2 separate regions of the Mus musculus genome follow, and region 2 is linked to region 1. Evidence: chromatin contacts called from public HiChIP or PLAC-seq data. All regions are on one chromosome and are shown on one strand. The core of a region is the stretch at or near the end of the contact, and the rest is flanking DNA. Distances in the headings are between cores, read along the strand shown. Region 1 has its middle 5.6 kb from the start of Gm38879. Region 2 holds the start of 9530062K07Rik (RIKEN cDNA 9530062K07 gene).

The links. HiChIP or PLAC-seq counts read pairs in DNA pulled down with a chosen protein or histone mark.
Region 2: a contact with region 1 is called in an H3K4me3 HiChIP or PLAC-seq map of bone marrow-derived macrophages, with 3 times the contacts expected there. The contact joins the promoter of 9530062K07Rik here to the enhancer-like site in region 1. A contact is called at or near these places in 2 of 39 promoter capture datasets (hippocampal neurons and pre-B cells), 1 of 484 Hi-C or Micro-C datasets (regulatory T cells), 2 of 115 datasets of contacts at active chromatin or transcription factors (bone marrow-derived macrophages and embryonic stem cells) and 1 of 9 other capture datasets (liver).

The regions. Positions count from the first base shown.
Region 1 is chr6:115,693,288-115,697,850 of GRCm38.p6, forward strand. No RefSeq gene overlaps it. Among named protein-coding and RNA genes, the nearest start is that of Gm38879, 5.6 kb to the right of the region's middle. Within about 2 kb of position 1,489, at least 51 of the 459 cell types and tissues checked have an H3K27ac peak or open chromatin away from gene starts, as enhancers often do. A contact at or near this core is called in bone marrow-derived macrophages, where this site is marked.
Region 2 is chr6:116,205,694-116,210,050 of GRCm38.p6, forward strand. It overlaps 9530062K07Rik (RIKEN cDNA 9530062K07 gene), which reads right to left and starts at 2,300. Exons shown (of 4, transcript NR_131013.1): 1 at 2,209-2,300; 2 at 1,461-1,564. It overlaps Washc2 (WASH complex subunit 2`), which reads left to right and starts at 2,340. Exons shown (of 31, transcript NM_026585.3): 1 at 2,340-2,434; 2 at 2,514-2,636; 3 at 3,261-3,425. The coding sequence starts at 2,514.

The DNA.
Region 1 (4,563 bases), core at 239-2,738:
TAAGGACGACCTTAAACTCCTTCTAATCACCCTGCTTCCATCTCCCAAGTGCTAAGGTTAATAGGCTTGCACCACACCCAGCCAGGTGTGCACTGCTGCCTGGGAAAGGCTAAGGGTTAAAACCAGAGAGTCTGGCTGACCTTTTAAGATTCTTTGTGGTACCTGAGTGTTGCAACTATCTTGACTGTGCCTGCCCTCTCCTGTGGAAGGCTCAAGAAACCAGCTATAATTAAGAAAGAACCAATAGCTTGTGGTTAGCCACGTGTGACTGTGGTTTTGAGGCCTGGATCTGTCACCTGCTGCCTGTGTGACCGAGGGCAAAGGTGTTAACCTCTTGTTTGTTTCTGTTTATATGAGACAGAGTCTCATGTAGCCCAGGTTGCCTTCAAATTCCCTAAATATGACCTTGAATTCCTGATCCTTCTACCTCAGTCTTAGACCACAACACCAAGCTAAACGGTCCGTCTCTGAGCCTCAACTGTCCCCGTCTGTGAGAGGAGGATCACACAGGGCCTGTTTCATTGGGCTGCTATGGAAAAAAAAAAAAAAAAAAAAAAAAGAGGTGTGTTTGTATAAGGAAAGTATTTAGAACAATGCCTGGCACATAATACCACATAGTTGTGTTATTGTTATTGTTGTTGTTGTTACTGAAAGGTGACCCTAAAAGACTGGTTAGAAAGAGAACGCCTGCTCCTATAATCAGGAAACCAGACATGGTAGCCATCCCATATGAACCATAATCTTTAAAATGTACCATCTACATCAATCATCCAACTTTCTTCTAAGCTTGGCTTTATTATCTCCATTTTACTAAAAGAAAAAAGCAAAAGGTGGAGAGGTGAAGTGACCTGTCTAACATCACACTGCCAGGAGGCCCAGGGCCAAGACCGAAACCCAGGCCTGGGCAGGTTCTTTCCACATCTGCATGAAGCCATCTAACAGAGATGATCTTTTCTCAGCCTCCAGGAGCACCCTCTTGTCCACTGAGGCTGGAAAAACCCAGCCCAGTCCCAGATGCTGGGCCCCAACTGGAATATCTGCCAGGCTGCTATGCAGCCGTGTGATCAGCCGGTTTATAGAGAAGTTGGGGAACATTCTCACACCCCAGTCCCACCCTAAGGTTGGATTCCTCAGGCCGGAGTGGAGTCTTCACCCCTAAGAACTTGGCTAAGAAGCAGGGCACACATGGATGCTCAGGCCTGCCCAGAGGCTGGCCTCCTCTCCCTCTGCTCGAGGTTCAGGTCTGAGGCCCCTCCATACACCCACAAACTGCGGTGACCTGTTTCTAAATAGATCTCATTTGGGCCATGACTTTGAACACGTGCCAACAGGCACCAACCAAAAATAGACAGCTTACTGCACTGTTATTTTCATGACTTAAAAAAAAAAAACCTTGCAGAACATAGCAAGTATTTTTATCCTGGGCCTTGCCTAGAATAGCGACGCCTATTTACTGGGAGGGCGGAGACTGCGGTTGGTTTCAGGCTGGATCTGGGGGGGCCCTGTGGATGAGCGCAGGAGGATCCTCTGCCTCCTAGGGACCGGCCACAAGCTTGCAACTACTTTCACCTTTTCTCACAAATGAATAAGACCCTGGTTATCCTATATCCCACATTTTGGAAGGTCCTGGACCCGCTGGCCTTATCCCAAGCTTAGCTTCCGTGCTACGCACCTCAGCTGCCTCGACCAGAGCTGAGAATGCAGGTATCCACTGCTACTGCTCCTACGCTCCTACGAGGTGGCAACCCTCCTCCCTCGACCCGCGAGTGCTGGACTCACAAGCACGAACCTACATAGCCGGCTTCCACACTTTTTTGTTTTTGGTTTTTTGGTTTATTTTAAATACCAGAAAAACAAATATTTGTTTATATTGACAAAAAATAAGTAAGAGAAAGCTTGCATTCCCCAAAGTAAGCCATGTGTTGCTTACTTCTGGAGCCGTAAATCCGGGTGCATCTCATCTATGGCCCGAGTCAGGTGTTGAGTGACTCCATGCCTCTGCTCCCTCACCCCGGACTAGAGGCTAACAATAGCTTCGACCTCACGGGACAGGCATGTGCAGAGTGCTGGCTGGAAGCAGTCCCTTACACAAGACATGAGTTCTGTTAAAACAAAACAAAACAAAACAAAACAAAACAAGACAAAACCCTGTGCCCCCTGAACCCTCAGACCAGGGAAGGCAGAAGTGTATAGGTGGGGCACTCAGCTAGCCGCTGATGTGCTGGGAGGGCCAGTGCTGGGAAGCTTTTTAAGGTTTCACTGTAGCTCAGACTGAGGGAGAAGACTAAGGGGGAAGGGGGCTAGGGAGTTGGGCTTCAGCCACACACTCATGTGCCACCTGTTCAATTCTCCTGATTCCAGGAACCCTGACAGCCACTAGTTGACCCTCGGGGCAAGCAAATGTCCAGGTGTGCATTGCCCTTTAGAGGTGGTGGAGCCAATCCTGTGGGGATTTGTTTCTTCGTTTTACAGATGAGGACTCAGAGGCTCAGAGACGAAGAGTGATTTCCCCAAACATCACATAGTATCATTATACTTCATTAAGAGTGCAGAGTCAAACCAGGGAATTAAACCCAGGACCTTGAAGATGCTAGGCAAGGGCTCTACCCCTGAGGTACACTAAGATTGTTCCCCAGAGTGATTTTAGTGTGAATTAGTGTTGGTATGCTGTGGTCTCACTCTAAGCAATTTATCTATCTGTCTGTCTGTCTGTCTTTCTATCTATCTGTGTTTACACTGAGTACTACATCCATGCCCAGGAATATAAAGAATTGGCTGTCAAGAGGCTAAAGCAGACAGATCTCTGTGATTTTGAAGCAACCAGCTCTACGTAATGAATTCCAGGTCAACCAGGTTTATATAGTGAGTTCCTATTTTTTTAAAAAAGAGGAGGAGGCAGGAGGAGGAGAGTAGGAAGGGAAGGAGAGAGTCAGGGGGAAGAGGGGGGGGGGGGAGAAGGAGAGGGAGAAGAGGGAGAGAGAGAGAGAGAACGAACCATGAACAGAGGGAAACAGAGTGAAAAGTTTGTAGTATATGACACACCTGGGAGCATCATATGGAGGGAAATGAATATTCTAAAACCAGTGAAATCTAGAAGCCTCCAAACACTCACCTCTGGGTGAGCACGGAGAGAAATAAATGCAGGCTATAGAGAGGCGGGTGAGCTGATAGTTTCTAGGAAGAGGGAGCACTGAAAGGTAGCTTTTGGTGTTTGGATGCTGGTCAGCCTGAGTGTGCACACATTCAGAAAAACACTCCAAACCAGGCCTCTTTAGACTTTAGGAACAAATGCAAGGAAACTTCCCTGGCTGAACTGAAGGCAGATCCTCCAAGAGCACAGGTGTCACGTATCCCTTCTGGTAATCTCACCCACCAAAGAAGATGAACTCACCCTATGGATACAGACTTTAGCCCAGATTGTCAATAGCAGGTACAAAATCAGATCTCGTCTCAAAAACAAAAGCTGTTAAACAAACAAAAAAGTAATATTTGGGGGCTAGCATGATAGTTCAATGGTTAAGAGAGCCTACTGTTCTTCTAGAAGTTCTGAGTTCAGTTCCCAGTACCCATGTGAGGCAACTTACAATTCCCTGTAACTTTAGTTCCAGCGAATCCAACGCCCTCTTCAGGACTCCGAGGTTACTACACTCAGGTGTACATACTCATACATAGGTACATGTTACCTCTTTCCAGCCTAGCAAGGCTGGCTGTGACCATCCGGATGCTTGAGCAGAGCCACCTGCTGTGCTGCTCCTTTGATGTGCTACTACCTGCCTGAGGCTCAACCTGCCAGAGGCCAAACTGGTTCTCTTCCAAGAATCTTCCCGGAGTTAACACTGCGATCTTCCCACTAAAAGGCTGACCTATCTACTTCAAAGGAACTTTGCTTGGCCAGGGACAGGCCTCCCCTTTTCTTTTTCTTTTTCTTTTTCTTTTTCTTTTTTTTCCTTTTTTTTTTTGAGTACACTCTCGCTGTCTTCAGGCACACCAGAAGAGGGCATCAGATCTCATTACAGATGGTTGTGAGCCATCATATGGTTGCTGGGAATTGAACTCAGGACCTCTGGACGGTGCTCTTAACCACTGAGCCATCTCTCCAGCCCCTCCCCTTTTCTTTAAAGAGCGTGTTTGCTGACATTAAAATTGAACTTTGAGCAGAGAGCTTTGTCTTGGTTCCTTCCTTATCTCATGCAGCCTAGCCCTCCTTCTCTTCCAGGTTTCCAACATGCCTTTCCAGCCTAGGACCCAAAACATGTGGTCGGCTGGCCGGACACAACAGGTACACACATATAAGTAAAAACAAAATAAATATTTTAAAAGTAATACCGTGGTTTAAATTTTCCTTAGGTTCAGTAAATGAAACCATCATTTCCTGTCTTTTGGTTTTGTTTCTGGTTTTGGTTTTGTCCTGGGCCTGAGTTTGTCCTTCATCTCAAGCCTTATCTTTATGTCTCTTGTTCCAAGGCAAAAGAAAAATATTTCCCCGTGTGACTCTGTGCAAGTTCACTGATGCCCTTGTGACCTCCAGCATTGCAAAGCTTTGGGAAGATGGTTCTAAATAGA
Region 2 (4,357 bases), core at 1,050-3,549, 510 kb after region 1:
CCCAAGCTGCTTTTGTTCATGGTGTTTCATCACAGCAATAGTAATCCTAACTAAGACGGTAACTTAGGCTTAAGGTTATAATTAAGGGTTAGTATTTGGTTTGGGTTAGGATTAAGATGAAAAAGATTATGGTTAATTTTCTGTATAGTTTTTAGGTTAAGGTTACTTTATCACTATGGTTTAGGGTTAAGATTAGATTTAGCAATGGTTAGGACTAGGGTAGGGTTAGAATTAGGGGTAGAGTTAGTATTAGGGTTCTGGTTAGGGACTATGGTTAGGTTTAGCATTCTATTTAAGGGTTAGGATTATGTATAAAGTTTACCACTATATTTAACCATAACTAGCCCTTAACTCTAACCTTAATCCCTAACCCTTAACCTGATCCTGACCCTCAACCCTAAGCCTAACTATAATTCTAGTTCTGACCCTAACCTTTTTTTTTTTTTTTTTTTTTTTTTGAGATATCATGCCACCATGCAGCTCTGACTGGCCTGGAACTCTCTATGTAGAGAAGTTGGAGCTCAAACTCACAGATAATCTGTCTACCTCTGCCTTTCAAGTATTAGGTCTCAAGGGGTTTGCTTACCTCAAACTGTATTCTAAACTCTATTAAAACTACTCTTAAGCTAACCTTAGTCAAACACCCTTCCCTAACACTAATACTAAGCTAAGACCAGGCTGCCTTCACACAAACATGTATCAGTTTAGATATGCCTCTTCAGGGTTGGGATAAAGAAATTGTGTGCTACCATACCCAGCTGTGTAATGAATATTAAGGCTGCCCTAATCCTAATTAAACCTTCATCTGTTACGCTCACCCTAAGACTAACGCTCTCCTAACCATAATTCACAACTATCTCAGCATTAACCGTAACACTAAATCCTAACTATAACCCTTCCTTTTATGAGTTGCTTCTGAGGTAATTTTTATTATAACAATAGAAAAATAACTAAGACAGCCACCTTAACCCTAACCCCCAAAATAGCACCATAACCACAATGTTAATCATAACCCTAAATCTAATGTCTATCTATAACACCTGCTCACCCTAACAGCAACACAGATACAATCACACTAATGCTACAGAAACCAACCTGAGCCTTTACCCTGGCTTTACTAGTTCACAGCTGACTACTTGCTCATAAGCAGTTAACTCCCCATTCCCTTCTTTCCTCAATCCCTGGCCCCCACCAACCTACTTCCTCTCTCTGGATTGATCCATTCTGGATATTTCATATAAATAGAATAACCTGTGCTCATGTATATGACTGACCTCTTTCAATTGAAGTATTTCTAGGTTAATTCATGCCCTATCATATATCAGCATTTTATTTCTTTTGGTGAATTGCGTGGTTCTACAGCATTTTGTTTATCCATTCGTCACCTGATGGACATTTAGATTGCTTCTGCTTTCTGGGTATGGATCAACACTACAGTGAAAATTCTTGCAGATTTTTACCTGAGCAGGTTTTCATTTGTCTTAGTTGCATACCAAAGAGAAATCTTTAATGAGGTTTCAACGGAGGTGGCCACAAAGCAAAATCTGAAAGTTGGAAAAATAATCTGCACAGGAGAAATGATAAGATCTAAGGTGAGCACTCACCATATACCAGGCACTATCTGTTTTAACACCTATTATCGCTTCTTTTTTATTTTTATTTTTCGAGACAGAGTTTCTCTCTGTGTAGACCAGGCTGGCCTCGAACTCAGAAATCCGCCTGCCTCTGCCTCCCAAGTGCTGGGATTAAAGGTGTGCGCCACCATGCCCGGCTGTATTGCTTCTTTAATATGCAGAAGAAAGCTTATAGAAGAAGCTAAGTAACTTGTTCTCGGGCACACAAAAAGGAAAGATAAGGGGTTATTTCTAAAAGTCAGTCTGGGCAAGACCAACTCAGAAAGGGGTCTGTTCACAAGGAAGTGCTAGTGGACAGCCAGGGGAGCTTTGGATTTCGATTTCTACCCCTCCACCTCCCGGCCTTGAATCTCAGCTGAGGGTTTCAAGAATTTCAAGCGGATCCACATTGAACTGAAACCAAACCGGTTAGCAGATGTACACATTGAGGGTCACTGTGGCCCTGGGCTAGTCTCACATCACATGCATAATCAATAAAGCCGCCGCACATCCAGGAAGTCGTCCTCCGCTCTCCTTCCTCTTCAGCTCCCACCTGGTAGGCCACGGGACTCCTCAGCATGGGCCCCACTGGTACCTTCCGCCTCTTTCGCACTAGCTGGCCGCTTAAACACCTTCTCTCTGGTCAAACCCAATTACCCAGGAGCTACTAACCCATAGCTCCCGATCAGAGGCTGCGCCCCAGGTCACGTGAGGACACCATCACGTGACGTGAACCATGTGATTACCACCGCGCTGGGTGGGCAGTGTAGTAGCCACTCCCGTAGTCACTTTGGAGCTTGCTGAGTGGCGGTGTCATCGTGGTGAGGACGGCGGCCCAGGAGGGCAGGGCTGGATCCTTCGCCCCAGACTCAGCTCTTCTTTTTGTCCTTCTCGCTGTAGATGAACCGGACGAGCCCCGACTCGGAGCGGCCTCCGGCATCCGAGCCGGTGTGGGAACGGCCCTGGTCGGTGGAGGAGATCCGCCGCAGCAGTCAGAACTGGTCTCTGGCGGCTGACGCCGGTGTGAGCGGGGGACCCGGGGCCAAGGGAGGGACAGAGTTGTAGTTACCCCTCCTCGGGGACACGCTTCCTCCAGTATTCAAAGGCGCAATCTCAGACACCGGGGAGGGCGGCCCTGTGGGCTTCTACCCAGCACTCTGCCGCGCAGACGCGGGTTTCCTTCCGTGCAGTGGCTTTTCAACCTTGCCCTCCACGCCATCCTGCTGAGCAGATTCTGTTTCTGCCCTCTCCAAGGACTGCTTTGTCTCTACGGAGGCCCTTCTGTATTAGAACTGGGGCTAAATGGGGCAGCACATATTTTTGAGTAGATCTGCTCACTTCGGGACCTAAGAGCTCAGAACTTTCATACAAGTGGGATTTGGGGTGTTTTGTCACACTATGTGGTCTCTGGAGCGTGACAACCAAACAGGGCTTTAAATCCCTGTAGAAATGTGATACTGGTTTTGTGTTCTGGACAAACTTATCTGATGAGCTTTCTTAATGCTTTCCAGGGTCACCTGACCTTAGATCAACAGTATCATCCCTTTTTCTTAACATAGGGGCAAAAGGGGAGGGGTTTTTTGTTTGTTTGTTTTGCTTTAAATCACATGTAGTGTTGATACTTGTGTATGTTTCTTTTCAAAATAGCTACTACAGTTTCTACAGGAATTCTCACAGCAGACTATCTCCAGGACTCATGAAATCAAGAAGCAGGTGGATGGATTAATTCAGGAGACCAAAGCCACACATTGTCGTCTGCATAATGTGTTCAATGACTTCCTCATGCTGTCTAATACCCAGTTCATTGAGAATGTGAGTTGTTTTATGGTATCTGACTTTCGAATAATCCCTTTTGGGGAGTAAGAACTATTGTCATTTATAATGATAATAAGGTTCTCTTCTAAGTTTTGGTGGATAGATTGGTTCTTGGTAACTGAAGCTCCTTTCTCTGAAATCAGTGTCTTTTATCAGTAAAGTTCATGGGTTTTACAAACCTTTAAAAACATCTAATAATAAGGTTTGCCTCGTGCTGGTTTTTCTGTTTTTAGTTTTGAGGGCAATTACCATTTGAGCAGAGTTGTGTGCCTCTCAAAAAAGCCACTGTGCTCATTCAGTATGGTCAGCTCTAAGCCTGGCTTGGCCTCACGTGCCCCACTTTTGCCTTCAGTCCCTAGAGACTTTATGTAGGTCCATCATGTCTCCCTCAGTTGTGTAAGTGAATGCAGATGTCTGCTTTGCATTTCGTCATCTACAGTTTTCTTTTTCTTCCTTTTCTTTTTTCTCCTTCTGTTTGTTTGAGACAGGGTTTCTCTGTGTAGCCCTGACCGTCCTGGAACTCACTCTGTAGACCAGGCTGGCCCGGAACTTACAGAAATCTACTTGCCTCTGCCTCCCAAGTACTGAGATTTAAGGTGTGGGCCACTACTGTCCCGCCAGCACCAGTTTTTCAATTTGGATGAATATATGACACAGAGTCACCAGTACAAATGCTGCTGGCCTTTAACTAAAGTGTATGTGAATTTTGTTTTCATAGTGAGTTCCTGCAATCTGCTAGGAATACACAGATAAATTATCTTGGTAGAATTACAATAGAAAAGACGCAGGCATGCCTGGAGCCATCTAGCAAAGGGAAAGGAATGTATTGAGAACAGGGGGTGGGGTGGGGGGCTGTGGGGGGAGCTTAGTTCATCTGATCCAAGAATATTTTTCTGAATTAATTTGTAGAAAGGCATTGGGGGGGGGCG